3 separate regions of the Mus musculus genome follow, and regions 2 and 3 are each linked to region 1. Evidence: chromatin contacts called from public Hi-C data. All regions are on one chromosome and are shown on one strand. The core of a region is the stretch at or near the end of the contact, and the rest is flanking DNA. Distances in the headings are between cores, read along the strand shown.

Evidence for each region. Hi-C and Micro-C count contacts between places; a contact is called where the count stands out from the background.
Region 2: a contact with region 1 is called in a Hi-C map of uterus, with 3 times the contacts expected there. The contact joins two enhancer-like sites. A contact is called at or near these places in 2 of 39 promoter capture datasets (the 3T3-L1 cell line and hippocampal neurons), 2 of 15 datasets of contacts at CTCF or cohesin (hippocampal excitatory neurons and stem cell-derived epiblast-like cells), 27 of 484 Hi-C or Micro-C datasets (the 3T3-L1 cell line, 3T3-L1-derived adipocytes, the Ba/F3 cell line and 20 more), 4 of 115 datasets of contacts at active chromatin or transcription factors (the NIH/3T3 cell line, embryonic stem cells and fibro-adipogenic progenitors) and 1 of 9 other capture datasets (embryonic stem cells).
Region 3: a contact with region 1 is called in a Hi-C map of pancreatic cancer cells. The contact joins two enhancer-like sites. A contact is called at or near these places in 3 of 15 datasets of contacts at CTCF or cohesin (the NIH/3T3 cell line, embryonic stem cells and stem cell-derived epiblast-like cells), 38 of 484 Hi-C or Micro-C datasets (the HL-1 cell line, the MC3T3-E1 cell line, the P5424 cell line and 14 more), 8 of 115 datasets of contacts at active chromatin or transcription factors (Th17 cells, astrocytes, bone marrow-derived dendritic cells and 2 more) and 3 of 9 other capture datasets (adipose tissue, embryonic stem cells and pancreatic islet).

Annotation. Positions count from the first base shown.
Region 1 is chr2:77,340,543-77,343,732 of GRCm38.p6, forward strand. No RefSeq gene overlaps it. Among named protein-coding and RNA genes, the nearest start is that of Gm35317, 18 kb to the left of the region's middle. Within about 2 kb of position 1,554, at least 59 of the 459 cell types and tissues checked have an H3K27ac peak or open chromatin away from gene starts, as enhancers often do. A contact at or near this core is called in the HL-1 cell line, muscle stem cells, pancreatic cancer cells and 1 more, where this site is marked.
Region 2 is chr2:77,085,587-77,088,776 of GRCm38.p6, forward strand. The region is part of intron 7 of Ccdc141 (coiled-coil domain containing 141); the gene reads right to left. Among named protein-coding and RNA genes, the nearest start is that of Gm39862, 16 kb to the left of the region's middle. Within about 2 kb of position 1,740, at least 4 of the 459 cell types and tissues checked have an H3K27ac peak or open chromatin away from gene starts, as enhancers often do. A contact at or near this core is called in uterus, where this site is marked.
Region 3 is chr2:77,199,729-77,202,918 of GRCm38.p6, forward strand. The region is part of intron 10 of Sestd1 (SEC14 and spectrin domains 1); the gene reads right to left. Gm35266 (a long non-coding RNA gene) reads right to left here. Exons shown (of 2, transcript XR_374739.1): 2 at 1-3,190. Among named protein-coding and RNA genes, the nearest start is that of Gm35266, 4.9 kb to the right of the region's middle. Within about 2 kb of position 1,658, at least 55 of the 459 cell types and tissues checked have an H3K27ac peak or open chromatin away from gene starts, as enhancers often do. A contact at or near this core is called in the HL-1 cell line, muscle stem cells, pancreatic cancer cells and 1 more, where this site is marked.

The DNA of each region.
Region 1 (3,190 bases), core at 304-2,803:
TTTCCCTTGTAAGATGTGGAGGAACTGTTACCTTCTCAGCCTACCCGAGAGTCTTTGGCTAATGACTGGCTCTAAGCTCTCTGCTTTCCTCACTCACAACCTCATTATCTTCTCTCTTCTTCTAGAACTTTGAAATAGTCTCTGTTTGGCTGTTATCTGTGTCCTCTTTCTCATTTTATAAATCCCTTCTTCTAGTGTATGGCCAGGTTTATCTTTCTACAGCCCTTGCATCTAGACCGGTGGTTCCCAGCCTTCCTAACTCTGGCCACCTTTCATACAGTTCCTCATGTTGTGGTCACCCCCAATCATAACATTATTTTTGTAGCTATTTCATAACTGTAATTTTGCTACTGTTATGACTTGTAATGTAAATACTGGTGTTTTCTGCTGGTCTGAGGTGACCTCTGTGAAAGTATCGTTCAATCCCAAAGAATCACAACCCACAGGACGAAAACCACCATTCTAGAAAGTACTCACAACATGTGCTGATCGAATAAGAAGGAAGAAATGACTAAAGGGGTGGAAAATGAAAAAATGAAATGAAAAAAAAATCAGGAAAAGTGCACGTTTGAAAAGAAGGGGGATCCAGTCTACAATTGTGTGACATGGAAGCCTTGGTTTCACACTGTCAGTTGCCCTGTGAGGTTTCAAGTGTGGGGTGGAGATCTATCATGGCACCAGAACTCAGAGGGAAACCAGCCAACTGTAAATCCAATTGAGGAGAATGGTGGAGAACCAAAGCACACAGAGGTAGGGGACCTTGTACTTTACACACTTTGGAGAATTCTACTTGCTTTCCATTTAATAGGTCCTTGTACCTATTAATGGGAAAATACTGAAGAATTCTTTAGGGTGGTGACGCCATATCTCAAAGTGTTCAAGTCATTTGGCTGAAACAGCCTATTGATGTTTTAGACAGGAACACGGATGTGCTTTGTCCCTTTCACTTCGATTGTGTGGGAATGTGTATGAGGAGGGGTGTGTGTGTGTGTGTGTGTGTGTGTGTGTTTTGTGTACCGAAATCAATAAAAAGGTTAGGATATGAAATCCTGCTCGCTCACACTAGTGAGCTGTTTCTCCTTTGCACACACACAGCAGACATCAATAGATGGGGACAGACCTCAGAAAGCTCACTAAATACAGCAGGGAGGATCTCACCTGTGTATATGTGAGTCACCAAAGCTGCCAAAGTAAAGGACAACGGAAACATAGACACAGTGACTCAGCAAACAGCTTCCCTGCCTCCGAATGACTCGTTCATGCAGCCAATTACTGCACACCGGTTCCTCAAAACCACTTTGTGGGTGTTGGAAATCCCGAATAGCACAAGTGATGCTATCAGAGAAGGCATTTGGATTCAAATCCAAGCACTGTAGCTGTAGAATCCATACCCAAATACACTTCTCCAAATGTAGAGACTTGTCAGCCCTATTCCCAAATGGAGAAGAACGCTGCTTTCATCCCAGTTCAGTCTGACTCAGTACTTACAAAGTATCCCTCCAGGGAAACAGATTCCTACCCCAGAGCTCGCTTCTCGAATCGTCACCCTGGTGTTGATACTGCCCTCTGCCGACCACTCTTGGGGGAGCAAGGGCCTAAGCAGGAGTGACTAGGTGCTGTTTCAGTTTCATAGTTGCTGACACACTGCCCTCTGGTGGCTCCTAGAATAATTGCCCTCGGTCCTGGCTTCTGGATTATCAAATTAAAAGTCTGCAACTGCTCTTCTCCCAGGGAAATGCTTTTCAGAACTATTGTTTTCCCAACACTCTCACATTGTTTATGTATATGTACGCTGATATAGATTACTAACATAATGCTCTTCTCCAAACTTGTTCTATTAACCAACTTTCTTTTCGTTAACTAGACTTGTTTTTAAAGGGATTTCAAATGGGAAGACCAAAGCTACAAAGCAGCTGTAAAATTAAATCAAAGGAAGACACACCAGGACGGGGAAGTTCAGACAGCTGCCCTTCAAAGCTCCCAACTTAAGACTCACTCTGTAATTGTTACAGGGAGATTAGCTGGTGTTAGAGTGTGTTAAAGACTTGGCAGTAAACTGGCTTTTGCTTGGATGGTATCTGGAGGATTGGGGAGTGCTGAGCGGAGATTAACTGCTATGTACTTCACTGCTACTTAATGCAGTGGGTATGCAGGGCTTAAGCAATCTCTTGAGGGACCTGCTGCAGGTGGCAAAGCACTTTGATTTTTTTTCTGCCTATGCAGTCTCTACATGAGAAGTGATTTTTTGGGGGGGGGGGTGGGATCTAAGCCAATTACTGCCAAAATAGGACGAGCCAAGGTGGCCAGTGAACATTCAATGTCGTGGACTCTGAAATCAGGCAGCCCTGGTTTATTTCTGGGCAAATTCATTACCAAGCTCCCAGCTTCATCTAAAATTTCCACTTCCAGTAAGCTTAGCCCCACTCATACAGTCAGACATGTAACTGAGATTGAAGGTATAAAGGCTTGAAGCGGGAGTGGATCAATTCTGCTTCCCTTTAAATGATTAATAAAGTCAATTCCGAAATTCCAGCTTCCAGCGACTGTCTCGGGTTGGGTACTCTTGAAGCCAGGGTGGGCCAATGAAATACAAGAACTCCTAGATACTGGTGTGGGAAATAATCTCAGGGCAGTGGCCTTTCCCACAGACATGCGAAATGCGTGTGAGGGTTGTCAGCTGTAGTCACCTTACATGGGAGAGATGGAAGGGAGAGTGACTAAGGACAGAGTTGAGAGAAGGAACCCTGGTTCCCAACACTGTTCTTTGATAAGGCAAGCCTCCCTCAAGCCATCCCCCTATCGAACAAAGAGCGTTCCTCTTTCTTATGCTGGTGGTGCAAATCTGGTTTGCAGAACTTGGAATCCATCACATGCCAGCGGACACAACATAGCATAAAACAGGCATGAGCTGTGAGTTTTTTTTCCTTTAAAAAAAAAAAAAGAACAAAATCTAACTGGAGAACCACATAGTGGTTCATAGAAGTATTAAATATCAGTTGGGCGTGCTGGTTCAGACAGTAGTACTGTAGCCCCAGTGTATGGGAGGTTGAAACAGGGAACCAAGTCTGGGGGGTCAGCCTGGGCTACATGGTGAAACCTGTTTATAAGAGAACACATAAATAAGTAATTAAATTTTAGCGCATTTCAATGCGTGTAAGGAAGAGCAAAAGCCGTACTTTGATACTCAGTG
Region 2 (3,190 bases), core at 490-2,989, 250 kb before region 1:
TGGTGTACAGGCACACATGTGAAGATGGATGTGTAGAGGTCAGAGAATGTTGTCAGACTTCCCACTCTGTCCCTCTCTGCCCCATTCCCCAAGAAAAGGTCTCTCAAGGTACTCAGAGCCAAACAGTCAGCCACCAAGCTCCCATTATCCTGCTATCTCTGCCTTCCATAATGCTGAAGCTCCAGGCATGCACAGGACTATGCACGGCTTCTTAGGAAAACCCTGGGATCTGGACTCCTTGCATTGGTGCAGCAGGTGCTCTTACCCTTCAGTCCTCACAGAGGACATTTTAAAGCCGCTATCTCACTCTTTAGTAAGCTGGCATTCACACATCCCAGTGGCTCATTTGCTCACCGCCCCAGCATGTTCTGTTTAGTGGCATTTGACATAACATGAATAATTTCAGCCAATGAGTTTGTTTACTGAGATTCTAATTCACATCTCTGTGGGGAAAGAGCTCTCAGGCAGAGGCTTCTTTGTCCCTCACAGCACTAACAGGCACGCTTGCCTGTGTGCTCTCTTGCCCCTCTGTCTTGTATGCCAAGAATAAAGGACCTGACCTCTCTAGCATGTCACCTTTCTCAGTGTAGGCTCTGCAGCTAGCAGCCTTCCCAATCAGAGGTTATATCACCCACTGAGACAAAAAGCAGGCTTGCTTACTGCTTGCTATAGACCAGCAGATTCCCTGAGTGGAGAGTTCCTCTCCTCACCCCTTCCTCTGTGGACATCAGCCATATTGGAACTGGACACACAGAGCTCATTTGCATGGTGTCACCCAGCTAGTTTGTTGCTGCTGGGTCATCAGTCAATGCTGACCCGTAACCTATGCATCTGCTGCCAGCCTCCCTGGAAGGACAGCCTCAGAGCCTGAAAGTCGGAGAAACCAAGTCCTCAGTGCTTGGGAGCATGGCCTCACCTACAAACAGAAGTCCACACAGCAAGGAAGCCCAGCATCCTCCAGACATGTCACAGGCAATTTTCAAAGGGAAAAACATAGCACTTCTGAGATAAACAACTGATGATGTAAATTAAGCACTACCCTTCTTGCTAGTACATACAGAAAGTCTAGCCTAGAAAATTATTTTAAAGACTTTTGATAATATAATTTTTTAAAACCAGCCCTCAAGAGATTTATTGATGAGTTTCCTGCATATATATATATATATATATATATATATAGGCAAGGAGAATCTAAAATATGAATCAGGAGGAAAAATATCACTTAAAAGTCATAAGAGGAGTTTAGTTCTTAGCTTACAGAGACTTACACTTTACAGTTTCATTACTTCTTTTCCCTTAATAGCATAGAACATTCATGTGGATGCATAATTAACCATGCATTCTACAAACACTGCCATTAGCCACACCCCAGTTCCCAGATCCATCACCCTTCACACTGAGTTACTAGTTTTTAGTTTGGATATTATTTCCTTACATAAGAAAGACCTTTAAGCCTTTCTGAGTTCCTTCTGACCACAAACTAGAGGACTGGTCAATGTCAGTCGACTTTATCAGTTGAACAAATGATGAGATGACACAGGGAACATAGAAATATACTCTTTCAGGTTGTGAGCATTTTGTTTTCCAGACCAGACTGGCATTTTGTATGAGATTCGGAAAGTATCTGCTCTTGACTTGTCCTCCCCTTTCTCCTTCTTGGCTTCCTCCTCCTCTCCTCCATCAACCCAGCTGCTCAAACTTTTACAAGTTCCCACGGGGCCTGAGAATAAAGTCAGATGATAAACAGCCATGATAAGGTACCAAATAATGACTGTAGAGAAGCCAAGACAATGAGAGAACAAGAGAGTGAGAAAAGGAGGGGAAACATCTGTGTTTGCAAGGCTGGGAGCTATGAAGCTTCTATTAGAAGCATTGTTTTATTCAAACATACTCTGTTCTGCTTTCCCTTAGCGGCCAGTAAGAGTTGACCTGAAACAGCTAACTCATTCTGTAGATTAAAGGTGTGGTGGAGATTTTAAAACCTCTTACCTAAAAATTGGGCTGCTAAAGAGAAAAATAACGAGTAATTAACATGTACTTAGTTCAATATCTCCAGCTCTGCGCTGTATCTGTTTCTTGCGTGAAAACAGTAAAATCCCCCAAAAGTTCAATTAGCCAAGGAGTCCTTCTTTAAGAGGTCTACTGTAACTCCATCCTCTCTGTCTTAGAATTTTACTACCCAGATTCTCCAAGGATTCCAGAGCAATAATGTAAGCCTCCAGGAGCTTCCCCCCCCCCATCCTCTGCTTTTTATCCTGTCTACCTTTAAATTGCTAATATGTCACTGGTCAAGCAATTTCAATGCAGCATCTGGAGGTCTATGTGACAGTGTCAAAGGTCCAAAGCCCTTCAAATAACATCACCAGCCACACACACTGAACACCACCTGTGCACATAAACAACAGCGACGTATTGCTCATGACTCTGAAGGCTGGAAAGCTGAAATCAGGAAGAAAGGGGGTTCTACTGTGATGAAGGCCATGTCCTTGGCTGCAGACTAACCTCTGGTGCTCTCATGTAGTGGGCAGAAGGCGAGGTAGAAATCCTATCACAAAGACTCCACTCTCTGACCTAAGAACTTCTGACTGACAAATCACAAACATCACCACCCCAGGAGCACCCGCTCCAACAGTGAAGGCAGGTAGCCAGTCAAGGAGACCCACTGATGGTCCGTGTCAGGACTCCCTCTTGCCTTACTTAAAAATGTAAGACCAAGGCAAAATGTCTGATGTGAAGCAAGTTCTGACCTTAGGGCTGGCTTCATATGAAAATTATGTTCAAAGACATAATATGCATGTATTTCTACCTAATAAATGAAAGAAAAGTGTTTTAACGTGGATCAGGGATGTACCTCAGTTGGTAGAGTGCTGGGTGAACATGCACAAATTTCCAGTGTTATAGAAACAAGGTGTGGTAATGCATGCCTGCAGTTCCAGCACTCGGAAGGTGGACCCAGAAAGGTCAGATCATTGGGAGTTGGAGGCTAGCCTGAACTACTCTTTAAAACAAACAACAAAAGGGCATATTGGCAACATTGCTAAGGTTTCTTTTTAACTGGATATATTTTATGATATTCCCTCATGTCTGTGAGAAACATTTTAAAGTAGAGAAGAGTGTTGATCACAAACAGACAATCGTAGCTCTAAAATGAAACCTTTTAAAAGTCATTTTGTTGTTATTGCTTATGTCT
Region 3 (3,190 bases), core at 408-2,907, 140 kb before region 1:
TTACAATTCTATGGGGTCCACCAACCCATGTCAGCAGGTTTACTGCCCAGAGCTTGGCAGCCTCCTGCCCTTCCCTCTATCCTGGGTCACAGACTCACACTACTTCCATTTAGACCCATACAGGCTTCTTTCTATACATGTACCTATCACAACCTAGAACCAGGCTTCTCTGCCTACTGCAACTATACCAGCTCATGTGACTATGGTACTACAGCAATGTGCTATACAACTGTGGTCAGTAGCATAACACATAACACAATGATGTTCCACAGATTCTATAGCTTACCAACGTCACATTGCTCAGTCAATGTTTATGCAACATAAAGGAAAATACATTTTCAATGCTTGCCCCCACTCCACACTGTTGGGTAGTGAATGGCAGGATACATGCGTTTACATATCTTACTCTGTGCCTTGATCATATCAAAGACTTCAAAGTTTTATTATTTAGAAAAAAACCTATTAAGCCTTATTCTGAAATGTCATTTTCAAAGAAAAATTAGTTTTACTCTTCTTTCCTCTTTTTTCCATACATCTCTGGCACTGTGCCTGTGCTCCCCCAAAACACGCGCTTGCTCGCACTCTCCTTTCCACCGCTGCATTACATGCATCTTATCTTGTTTCCCCTCATGATCTCACACTCTGTTTCACACGCTGCACACACACTTGCCTCCCACTTACTGACCATAAGCAGGCTGAGAGAGAACATACAGTTCCTAAGATATTACTCCTTGCTTCACTGGAAGAACCAGAAGCATCTCATGAGAACCTGTGAGCAATTCTGGAGCCCTGCACCCTGTGGGCCGCCACACCCAGCGCCCTGCAGCCAGTCCACTGCTGCAGACACACAGCCCTGCACCCTATGAGCAGATGGGCCCAGCACTCTGCAGCCAGTCCACTGCTGCAGACACAAAGCCCTGCACCCTATGAGCAGCTGGGTCCAGCACTCTGCAGCCAGTCCACTGTTGCAGACACAGAGCTTTGCCTCTGCAGTTATGTTGTCTGTATCACCCACCAAAGCTTTTTCAATTGGATTACTTTCATCCGCATGTACATCAGCTGAAATATATTTAAAAGCACATTTTAGGTTTTCTATACCTTAATGTTTTAAGTTAAATCACACATACATGTATATGTGCACACACAAACTTGAACATATATACACACCTGTACACAAATGCATGTCTATAACTAACACACACACACACACACACACACACACACACACACACACACACCTTTCTTCTAGGGGTTTTCAATACTCATTTTATCTCACTTACTATTCTCTTTTGAACTTTTGAACTTTTCCTAATCAAATTTCTCCTAAGAAGTTTGCCCTAATTTTGCACTACCATTCTTCTGAAACCAACCATGCCACACCCACCAGAGACTCCAAGGCTTAGCTCCTCCACCAGCCAGGCCCCAGGCTCCACCCCATGACTCAACAGCTCATCAGTCTGCTGCCTCCCTCCTTTCGTAGTCTCTACTCTTTCATTTTTATTACCTCAAACTCCACACTAGTCTATGCTCAAAAAGTGCTTCTTACAGATTGAAAGGCATTACAGTCCTGTGCAGACTCGCCCTCAGCACTGGGCCTCTGCCTGCACCTTGTTCCCCCGTTCCCTGGCAACACCGACATCCCACCTCCATCATGTTTCTGCAGCAGCAGCTTCCAGCACAGAGTGTGAGCTTGAATTCCTCCTTCACCACATTTCAAGGCTCAGGGACTGAGTGCCATCTCCTCAGAGAGGCCTTGCCTCAATACCACACCTCTTCATTGCTCTCTACTCCCCATCGCTCCTGACTTAACTGTAAATTCTATATGGCAAGACTTTGCTACAACTCAAGAATTCAGAACAATGCACACAATTAACTCACACTGAATAAATATAAAAAATATAATAGACATTTCAGACTTGGTATTAAATTAAGTATACCTACCTGAGATGATTTTTTGCAAATGTCTGGAAATGTTTGGGTTAGCATGACTAACACACAGCAGTAATACATATGAGAAGCCACACAACAAAGATCTCTATGCCTAGACTGTCAAAACTGTTGAGGTCAAGTTACTGTTGCATTAATGGTGGTGATAAGAATTGTCTTCCTATTTTATTGGTTATGTTAGAAACATAATTAGTTTTTAAGGAATTTTACAAATAAAAAGTTATTGCGATGGCTAATGGAGAGTAGATGTCAACATCTTATTTTACACTGTGTGTCTTATGTGCTAATGTGCAGCATGGGGGCAGGTCAGAGGACAACCTTCAGGAGAAGTTTCTCTCCTTCCACCACATGAGTACCTCTGACACAGCTCAGCTCATTAGGCTTGGCAGCAGGCACCTTCTCACCAGCCCAAGAATGGCTGTTTTAATGTGAAAGGAATCTCAGAGAAAATTGATGTCATGTTCCCAAATAGACTGTGATTTCACTGCCTTATTTATAGCACTTAGAAATTTAGTTAGTATTCTGAAGAAATGTGTCTACTTCCTGAAAAAGAAGTTGCAATGATTTTAAGCAAAACAATACATTAAGGGGTTAGCCTTCTAGAAAATAATTTTTCACTGAGAACTTCAAGCTTCACTTCGCTTGGTGCTCATCAGAAGGTTTAAACTCTTTTGTGGGGCCCCAGGGTATACAAGGTATATCTCACCAAGGATGTAAATATAACACAAGAACTGCTGTGTCTCAAAAATTAATACCTTGATTAGAGATACAGATTTTATTGATTTCTATAACTGAGGTTGTCCTAAAGATACATTGGCCTGTCTAGGATGAGTCATGGAGACCGGGATAGTCTATAATATGCACTGAAGGTCAATTAAAGTGTTTATTCCTACAACAGAGGGGAGTATGGTGTATGTTCCCTTAGGTGAGCAGACTGCCTTTCATTCACCTGATCTATCCAGCTTATACATCTGTTATATGGAATAAGATTAAGTATGGTGAATTGAAAAAGCACAAGATTTGGGGCTTGAACAAAGATACAGTAGCCAATGAGTGTGAGTGTCTTTTTTGCAGTACTAAGACAGTCAGCCAATGAGTGTGCAGCCCTAAGACAGTCAGCCAATGAGCATGAGTGTCTTCTTTGCAGCACTAAGACAGTCAGTCAATGAGTGTGCAGCGCTAAGACAGTCAGCCAATGAGCATGAGTGTCTTCTTTGCAGCGCTAAGACAGTCAGTCAATGAG